3 separate regions of the Mus musculus genome follow, and regions 1 and 2 are each linked to region 3. A link is a contact called in public promoter capture Hi-C data. All regions are on one chromosome and are shown on one strand. The core of a region is the stretch at or near the end of the contact, and the rest is flanking DNA. Distances in the headings are between cores, read along the strand shown.

Region 1 (2,700 bases), core at 194-2,693, 1.6 Mb after region 3:
CTTGGAGTTTTTCCTAAACTGAGATAATCTCCACTCTCCAACAAGTAGAAATAATTCTCATAGCTAAACTCAACAGTAATTTAAGTGAGAGCTGAAGAGATGGCTCAGCAGTTGAGAGCACTTGCTACTTTGACAGAGGACCAGGGTTCAGTTCCCAGCATCCACAGGAGGGTCACACCGACCTGTCCTCCAGTTTAAGGGAATCTCACCTCCTGGACTCCTCCATGCCTGTGGTACACATGAACTCATGCAAGTACACACACACAAAGACACTTTTAAATAGTAATACGTTTATCAATCTACTGGGTGAAAGAAATTGTGTGATACATTGAGAAATATTAAAGATGATTTTGTAGAATGTATGAAAGCAAATAAGATAATTTATTTGAGCATCTGTAAACAAACAAACAACTTTGGAGTGACCGGGCAGAAAAAAGCTGAGCTATCATAATCAAACATTAATACTTGCTTGTAGTACTTTGTAGACAAACAAAACAAAACTTGAAATAATTTAGATAAACACTTAACACAGTAAGTGGAAATAACAGTCTACCTTGCCTGTACATTCGATTCATCTGTGGCTGTCTGCCTACATTAAGCTTAAAATTTAAACTGACAAGTTCTATAATAAAGCTGTTATCTACAGTTAATTGAAGAATGCTCCAAACAGACACCACATATAATGTATATTGTGATGGTAATGTCACTGATGTTTAAGCTGAGAAGCTGACTCTGAAGGCTTCGTCCCCTCTCCATTTCAAATCTAAGCACGCTTGTCTCAGTGTCCTCTAAAGCCTCTTGTCTGGTAATGGGCTGGTCCCCAAACTGTGATTAGAGCACAAGAATGAAAATGTCACGCCCTTGACAACTGAACTCCTGATAAAGTAAAAAACGCTGCGTCCTTAAACACAACTGGAGCAAAATCTAGGACCGGAAAATGAGCGGGAATTAGAGGGGCAGTGGCCATAAAGAAACTGTATTTTCACTTCTCGCACCAAAGGCCCAGAGGAGGAAGCAAGCACTGCTCTGCTGGGCTCTCCATACCCACGGGATGCCCGCGGCTTTTGCCCTCTTCGGGGTCCAGCCTCTCTAGGCCCAGGTCTCTCCTCCGCATGCCCCGGCCTCCCTCCCGCAGGAGCAGCCTCAGTCTCTCTTCCCGCACGCCCTGGCGTCTCCATCTACACTTGCTCCCGGCCTCCGTCCCCATACGCCCGGCCTCACCTGGACAGTGAGTCCTCGCTGGGCAGCCTTGCCGCCGGGAGCTGCGCGCCGAGACTCTCGCAGCTGGAGCTCTTCTCCATGGCGCGAGAAACTGGAGGCCGCTGCGCCCTCCGCGGCCGCCGGCGCGAGATGCAGAGGGAGGAGCGCACGGGGCCGCAGCCGCGGTCAGCCCCGCGCCAGGCAGGCTCCGAGACCGGAAGCGGCCATGTTCCCCCAGCCTGCACTGCGCGCGGGGGCTGTCGGGAGTCGGGCCCCGTGGCGCTACAAAGCGGAGCGATGCGCATGCGCCTGGCCGCCCAGTGAGAGTCAGCTAACAGGAAAATCTCCAGAAGGAAGAGGACACTAGTATGTCAGAGAAAACACAAGATGTGACGGCTTGGGAGAGGTGGACTCGAGGAAAATGAGAGGAATGTGGGCGGCCTGTGGGATGAGGGGGTGAGGTATTTAAGGGTGAGGTTAGAAGTAGTGATGTGAGATCATACGTGATGTGAGAACCCATTTTGTAACGGTAACAGTGAAGCTAAGCAGACTGATCCCACGGCCTCCAGTTACCTTGCATTTACATCTGCTTCCTTCTGTGTAAGTATATTAACCTCACAGAATAACTATTGATAAATATAAAACGCCTAAAGCAATGCCTGCTTAAGCACTCAGACAGTAGTCAATATATAAACAACCTAACAAACTTAATAAATGGTAACTGTTAATGAAAGAAAACTAAAGGATGACAGACCACTAACAAGTGGTTTGTAGGAGAAAGATAGTAACAGCTACCCTGAATGGGGAGGGGAAGGGAAATTTCCATCTCTGAACAGCGTTATACAAAGGAAAGTGAGAATGGAGTTGAATTTTCAGGCCTCCAGTGACAAAAGTATGGGTTAAAGTGGCTTGAAAGTGTGTCTGTAGCTGATAAGCACATTGACACCAACCTATAAGGCATAGTAAGTATTGAAGTGAGAATGAGGGAGAAGCTGCTAAAATCACAAAAAGAATTAGACAAAAACACTACTGAATGTCATGATGTAACATGGAGAACAGACTTACCTCCGGTGTGCTGCTTCATATTCCCTTACAAAGCAGGAAGGGAGTGTGGAGATGGAATGTGATAAAGGAACAGAAACTGGGTAAAGAGGGAATGTTAATACCCGTGACTTTCTGTTACTCAGGACACAGGAAGGAAAGTACTGGAGGAATTTCTCTAATTGTGACTCTGCCTTAAACACCTCACACGTCTGGAAAGCAAAAACACAAAGATTATTTCTGTAAATAAAAGAAACTTTTAAAAAAATCCTGCTAGGATAAATATAATTGTGTTCTTACAAACTAGATTTAATTTAAAACTTGGTTTTAAAACACAATCATAATTTATAGAACCAAGGAAATAATTTGTGTACTAGCTTTCCTTTACAGTATTCCCAATGAAAGATTTATTTTGGCTGATGGTTTCAAAGATTCCAGTCCATGGTCACTTGGCTCCAT
Region 2 (2,700 bases), core at 188-2,687, 1.1 Mb before region 3:
TTTCAAGGGGGAACCGCCCACCTACTGAAAGTGGAGGGCTTTTCAGATCCTTAAGGCCCCAGGCTTGGGAGAGGAAGACCAAAAAGGCAAATTCTAGTAACTCTTCAAAGGGTGTGACTGAGCACAGAGACTTTAAGGAGAGACAGACTCTGCTCCTGGAAGGGAAATTCAGGAATCAAGAAAAGGAGCAAATTTATCTCTACAGCATGTCTGCGGAAGCATCTCTCTTGGAGTTACTGCTCGGTCCCAGAGTTCCAGAGAAGCTGCCTGGGAGTGGGCACCCTAGGAACCCCCTGGGGTGAAAGCCTGCTTTAGACAGACGTGATTTGCTGTGCAGCAGTGGGGGTTGGGTGGAGGCTGGCGCTGGCCCAGGTTTACCGGGGCTGGCCGTTAGTTAGGAATGTTTCAGAGCTCACAGGCAAGGAACATAGGCTGAAGTGTAGCTCTACTGAAGCAGTGTGGGTGGGGTGGGGTGGGGTGGGGTGCCATGAATCCTCAGACTTGTGAGGATGATCCAGAAGTAAAAGGACCTAGAGGGCACACCGGTTGGTATTGCTAATCACCTGGCTCCCCTGAGACTGTTCACTCATTCCTGTTCTGAATGTCTTCACATCCCACCGTGTTTCAGACTGGGTGGGGGTGATGAGTCATGTTACTTTTTAGTCTGATTCTCTCCCACACAAAGGTGATCCCAGTGATCTGAAAATGCGTGGGAAAGAAATGCGAGTCCCGGGTGGGCAGCAGGAGGTACAGCGTTTGATAGCCGTGCCCACTGTGCTTCAAAGTAGCCTGAGGAGCTTGGGTAAAACCATGTTGGTCTCATTGTGCCTCGGTTTCCTCATCTGGTCCAGAGAAGTCTAGTGTATTCTAGGCAGCAGGCTGAAGAGCAGAGCAGAGCAGAGCAGAGCAGAGCAGAGCAGAGCAGAGCAGAGCAGAGCAGAGCAGAGCAGAGACGATTGAGTGTGGTGTGTGCGCGCTCTCTGAAAACGTCAGTCTGACTTTGGTGCGTTCTTCCAGCCACGCTAGAAGTGGAGGATGCCTAGGCTCTAAAATTAGTCCAGCTTCCAGGCGAGGCGCCCTTAGCGTCCTCCTGCTGACCGCCGGGTCTCCCTGCCCCCCTTTCCCTCCCCTTCTCTTCGTGTGGCGCTCGGAGATCTCTGGTCATCCCCCACCCCCATCCCCCGGAGGACGCGGCTCTGCGGGAGGGAGGAGAATACAGCGAAGCTAGGGGTTTGGCAGTGCGGCGGCGGCCGCCGCGAAGAAGAACCCGGTACCTCTCCACCGCCAGCAGTAGCGGTGCAAGCTGACTAGAGCAGACGCGAGAACCGCTCCCCCCGGCAGGCTGCGCTGTGATCTGGGCTGCGCGTTGGGACCTCGCTCCCGGGTTCCCCACCCCTCCCGCCGCCATCCTCCTCCGACTCCCCTCCTCCGCCGCCAACCCGCAGCAGTGGCGGCGTCCTGAGCGCCTAGCGCCTCCGCTCGCCGCCCTAGCCTCAGCCGGGAGCACGCGGCGAGCACTGCGGCGGAGGCGGCGGGGTGGCCAGCTCGCCCCTAGACTTGAAAGGAAGACCACGGAGGACTCGTCGGGTGCAGGGGCGCATCGCTGACCAAGGCAAGGGTGCGTGAGGATTTTTAGCATGCTTATTTGGGTGCATGGTGCACTGGCTGGGGTGCACCTTTCTCAGAACAGCCTCAGCAACCTGGTTACAGAGAGGCTGTGATGGGTGCTCCGGAAAGCTAAAGCTCTCAGAGAGAGTGGGGGGAAACTTTTCACCTTGTAAAGTTCCTGCCTGGGCGCTGCCTGGAGCTGTGGTCATTACCGCTACCAGCTGGAACCCAGGGAGACAGCCCTGCGGCAGGAGCCAGGAAATGGCACCGGAGTTGGTTAAGTTTAGGGCTAGCAATAAGAGGAGGGCGATCTTTCGGGTCTGTACATGCAGCTCTGGGTCCTCACTGAGCTTTGGCCGTTGGCTGCAGGTGGATGATATCAGGCGGCGATTCCGCTGGGTAGCTGGCGCTTGCAGCACTCAGTAGGAAGAGGGGCAGATGCCGATGGATGCACTTGCAGGACCCAGAGGCGCAAGTTGGGTGCATGCTAGAGGAGGCTATGAGCGGAGCAAAGAGCCCAGCCTCCACTTCCACGGTGCAGGAAGGGTAGCCTAGAATGTTCGCCTGCCCCTGCATACTATGTCTGAGTCTTGGGTTGTGAAAGGTTCTAAATGACAGCCGACTTTGAACTGGTGCGACAGTTTAGCCGAGAAGCCAGGAAAGGATTTCTGTTGTTTTGACGGGAGATGGACCCGACTGCTTTGGGAGAACGCATGATTTTTGGCGGGCGTCAGAACTGACCGTGCTATTTGAAAAGAGAATAGCGGTAGTCTGATCATCCCAGGGATGCCGAACAGCCCTTGCGGCTCCTCGTGGGCACGTTGAGGGCGCACTGTTCGCCGCCCCGAGTTCTTTCCGGAAGGTGTGGAAAAGAAACCATTGGCTCACCGGAGTGCAGTTGGGGATCTTAGGGAGCTGGCTGGGGGTGACAGAGGTGGACTGGACAGATTTCGCGTGGCGCTTGGTGAGCGAGAGGACTTGACCAGCTGGGGTCGCTGAGCTAAAATGCATCGGGCCGGGCTGGAGAAAGGTGGCGAGCCCGGGTCTTTTTGGCAGTATAATGCGGTCACTGTTTCTCCCCCAGCAGACTCT
Region 3 (2,700 bases), core at 92-2,591:
ATCCCTCCTGGTTTCCTATTCAAAACAGAACATGTCTCAAGCTCAGATTTCCACTTGAGTACTTTCTGCCCAAGACGCCAGCTGGGTAGAGCTGTCCAGTCATCAGGTCAGCAAATGACAGAGGGGTGTCAGGCAACTGAACCAAAAGTGCTTGCTACACCTCTTCTTCCAGACTTGCGACCAAGTGAACATGCCTCTGCTGGGAATGGTGCATGAGTTTAATGCAGATGGATCTCCTTATGGCAAGGCCTGAGGAGTTGGGTCCCCACATGGCAAAGACCTATGGGATATTGGAACAGAATCTCCTGGCCTTTCCCCAAGGAATGCTTGGTTCGCTTTTGCCTTGCATTTGTGTGTTTGACTTTGTTATTGGAAGTATTTGCTTTTACTTTGTTTGTGACAGATGTTTCTCTAGAATCAGAAAGTTTGGACTGTGATTCATTCCTATTTGTCTCTGAGGCCATGAAAGTGGAATAGACCACTACTCCTGTGTTTGTTAATAATGATGCGGTTGGTCAACAAGAGGGCCTAGTCTGTGTACACCAGCTAACATCCAGATGTTCTCTCCTTATGGTTACTTAGTTCCAACAATTTGCCCTACAGTGCTGTTCCAAACAATAGTTACATGGGTATTAAAAGCTTAAGAAGGTCTTTCTGGATTGTTGGTTCCAAGACTTAACAGGAATATTCAGAGGTTACACCAAGCAAGGATGAGCAACTGACTCGGTTTACTAATTTGCCCTGGGCACTAGAGGAATGAGATTTCCTAAGGGGACAGGCTAGGTGTCAATAATTAAATCAGAATTTCTCGGGTATGTAGTTTATCGCCTCTCTGTACTGTATCCTCAATTGGTTATGTATCAATGTGCTGGGTTAGATATTAGCCACGTGCTCAATCTATATTTCATCTTTCTTGATACTGTTCATGGGTTAGCAGGAAACCGTGGCGACTGAGAAGGAAGTACAGTGTGCACTTGGTTGAACATAGGAAGTTCTTAAAAGAGACGTGGAAAACTAGATGTATAAATAAAGGTAGTCTGAGTTGTCTCGGTGTCAGAGTATAGTATGTGAACTGCACTTCCTGGTCCAAGTCTTCCGCCGATTCCACACATCCTCCTTCATGTTCTGAACCCGACCCAGGATTGACTGCCGGCGACAAAACACCACAGAGCAAGTGGGACAAGACCCTGACAGTTGAGAGGGATAATGGCCCGTTGCGCAAGCTGCGCGTGCGTGCGTGCGTGCGTGCACGTGGGCGGGGCTGCGCGTGCGCCGAGCTGGAGGTGGGCGGGGGCTTGGCACGGCGCGGCCTTCCGGGCGGCCCCTGCGGAGGCGGTCCTAAGCTGGTTCCCGCCGTCCGATCCCGCCATTGGCGGGCCGTTTGAATGACGGAAGTGACGAGAGCCGGGTCATGGCTGTCCCGCAGGTACCCAAACGGCTGCTGGGTAGCCGGCCGGGTGCGGGTGCCTGTGTGTCGTGAGGCCAGACCACACACGCTGTCAGGTGAGTGACGGAGGCCCGCCAGGGTTCTTCTGGCTGGCCGCGAGCAGGCTGGCGAACCTTCCGGCCCTTTAAACCGCCCCGAGGCCGGCCCTACAGAGAGCTCGGCCTTTCTGAGGCATCCGCCACCCGTAGCTCTTCTGGTACTCTTCCTACACTCAAGCTATGAAAAAAATGGCAGTCTCATTCGAGAGTGTTAGTTCACCCTGTAATCCCAGCACATGCAAGGCAGTGCTGAGGCAGGAGAAATGCCTCGTGTTCAAGACCAGCCTAGGCAATAAACCCTACAGCAGCGAATGGTTGTCGTCAGTCTTACATTAGAATGTGTTCGGCGGTTGGGTAGTAATTAAGCCACACGTACATATAGTACAGCCACGTGTGGTGGCTATTACCCCCTTACACGGAATAAAGTTAACAAGGCCCAAGGGATTTGAAACTTGGCTTCTGCCTTTTGCTAATGAATGGCTCTTGCATCCACATCTATTAATTTTTTGGTTACTGTGTGTCAGATACTGCCTAATCCTTAGAAGGAAATCTATCAAGATAAGCCCTACTGTGTCCATCATTATTGGACACTTAAAACACAGAACTTGAAGAGTCCACATGGGTAGAAATGACTAGTGAACAAGCCAGGTAACAGGATTCTACTTAATAGATGCAGGAGGAATACTTGTCTCCTATGGAGGACAACTTAAAATGTTCCTCTCTTGGAGCCTCAACCATCCTCAGGAGTATTTTCTTAAGAATTCAGTGGAGTGTATTGGAAAAGGCTTTTTTTGTTTTGTTTTGTTTTCCGAGACAGGGTTTCTCTGTGTAGCCCTGGCTGTCCTGGAACTCACTCTGTAGACCAGGCTGGCCTCAAACTCAGAAATCCACCTGCCTCTGCCTCCCGAGTGCGGAAAAGGTTTTCAATTCAAGCAATTACTACTGTTTGACATTTGTTCTTCGATGAAGTCATGACTGGGTCTGCCATGTAGTACTGTATATGGATTAGTCACTTTCTCGTTCAGTCCACGCTGAATTATTTATAAGATGCAAGACAGTTTTTTAGACAAAAGAGATGAGGTGATGAATAAGATCATACTTGTCCTGACCACAATTGTGATAAAGAATTCTCTGTGAAAAGGAATGGTTTCAAGCTGGGCATGGTGGCGCACGCCTTTAATCCCAGCACTCGGGAGGCAGAGGCAGGCGGATTTC

The links. Promoter capture Hi-C pulls out the DNA fragments that hold promoters and counts their contacts.
Region 1: a contact with region 3 is called in a promoter capture Hi-C map of pre-B cells, with 7 times the contacts expected there. The contact joins the promoter of Mtmr2 here to the promoter of Cep295 in region 3. A contact is called at or near these places in 3 of 39 promoter capture datasets (embryonic stem cells, liver and pre-B cells) and 2 of 9 other capture datasets (adipose tissue and liver).
Region 2: a promoter capture Hi-C map of embryonic stem cells shows a contact between it and region 3, with 4 times the contacts expected there. The contact joins the promoter of Fat3 here to the promoter of Cep295 in region 3. A contact is called at or near these places in 1 of 39 promoter capture datasets (embryonic stem cells), 1 of 484 Hi-C or Micro-C datasets (embryonic stem cells) and 4 of 115 datasets of contacts at active chromatin or transcription factors (astrocytes, embryonic forebrain, embryonic limb bud and 1 more).

Annotation. Positions count from the first base shown.
Region 1 is chr9:13,747,922-13,750,621 of GRCm38.p6, reverse strand. It overlaps Mtmr2 (myotubularin related protein 2), which reads right to left and starts at 1,443. Exons shown (of 15, transcript NM_023858.4): 1 at 1,222-1,443. The coding sequence starts at 1,301. It overlaps Gm39291 (a long non-coding RNA gene), which reads left to right and starts at 1,420. Exons shown (of 3, transcript XR_870544.2): 1 at 1,420-1,800.
Region 2 is chr9:16,500,791-16,503,490 of GRCm38.p6, reverse strand. It overlaps Fat3 (FAT atypical cadherin 3), which reads left to right and starts at 1,437. Exons shown (of 26, transcript NM_001080814.2): 1 at 1,437-1,618.
Region 3 is chr9:15,356,429-15,359,128 of GRCm38.p6, reverse strand. It overlaps Cep295 (centrosomal protein 295), which reads left to right and starts at 1,341. Exons shown (of 27, transcript NM_176976.4): 1 at 1,341-1,503. The coding sequence starts at 1,386.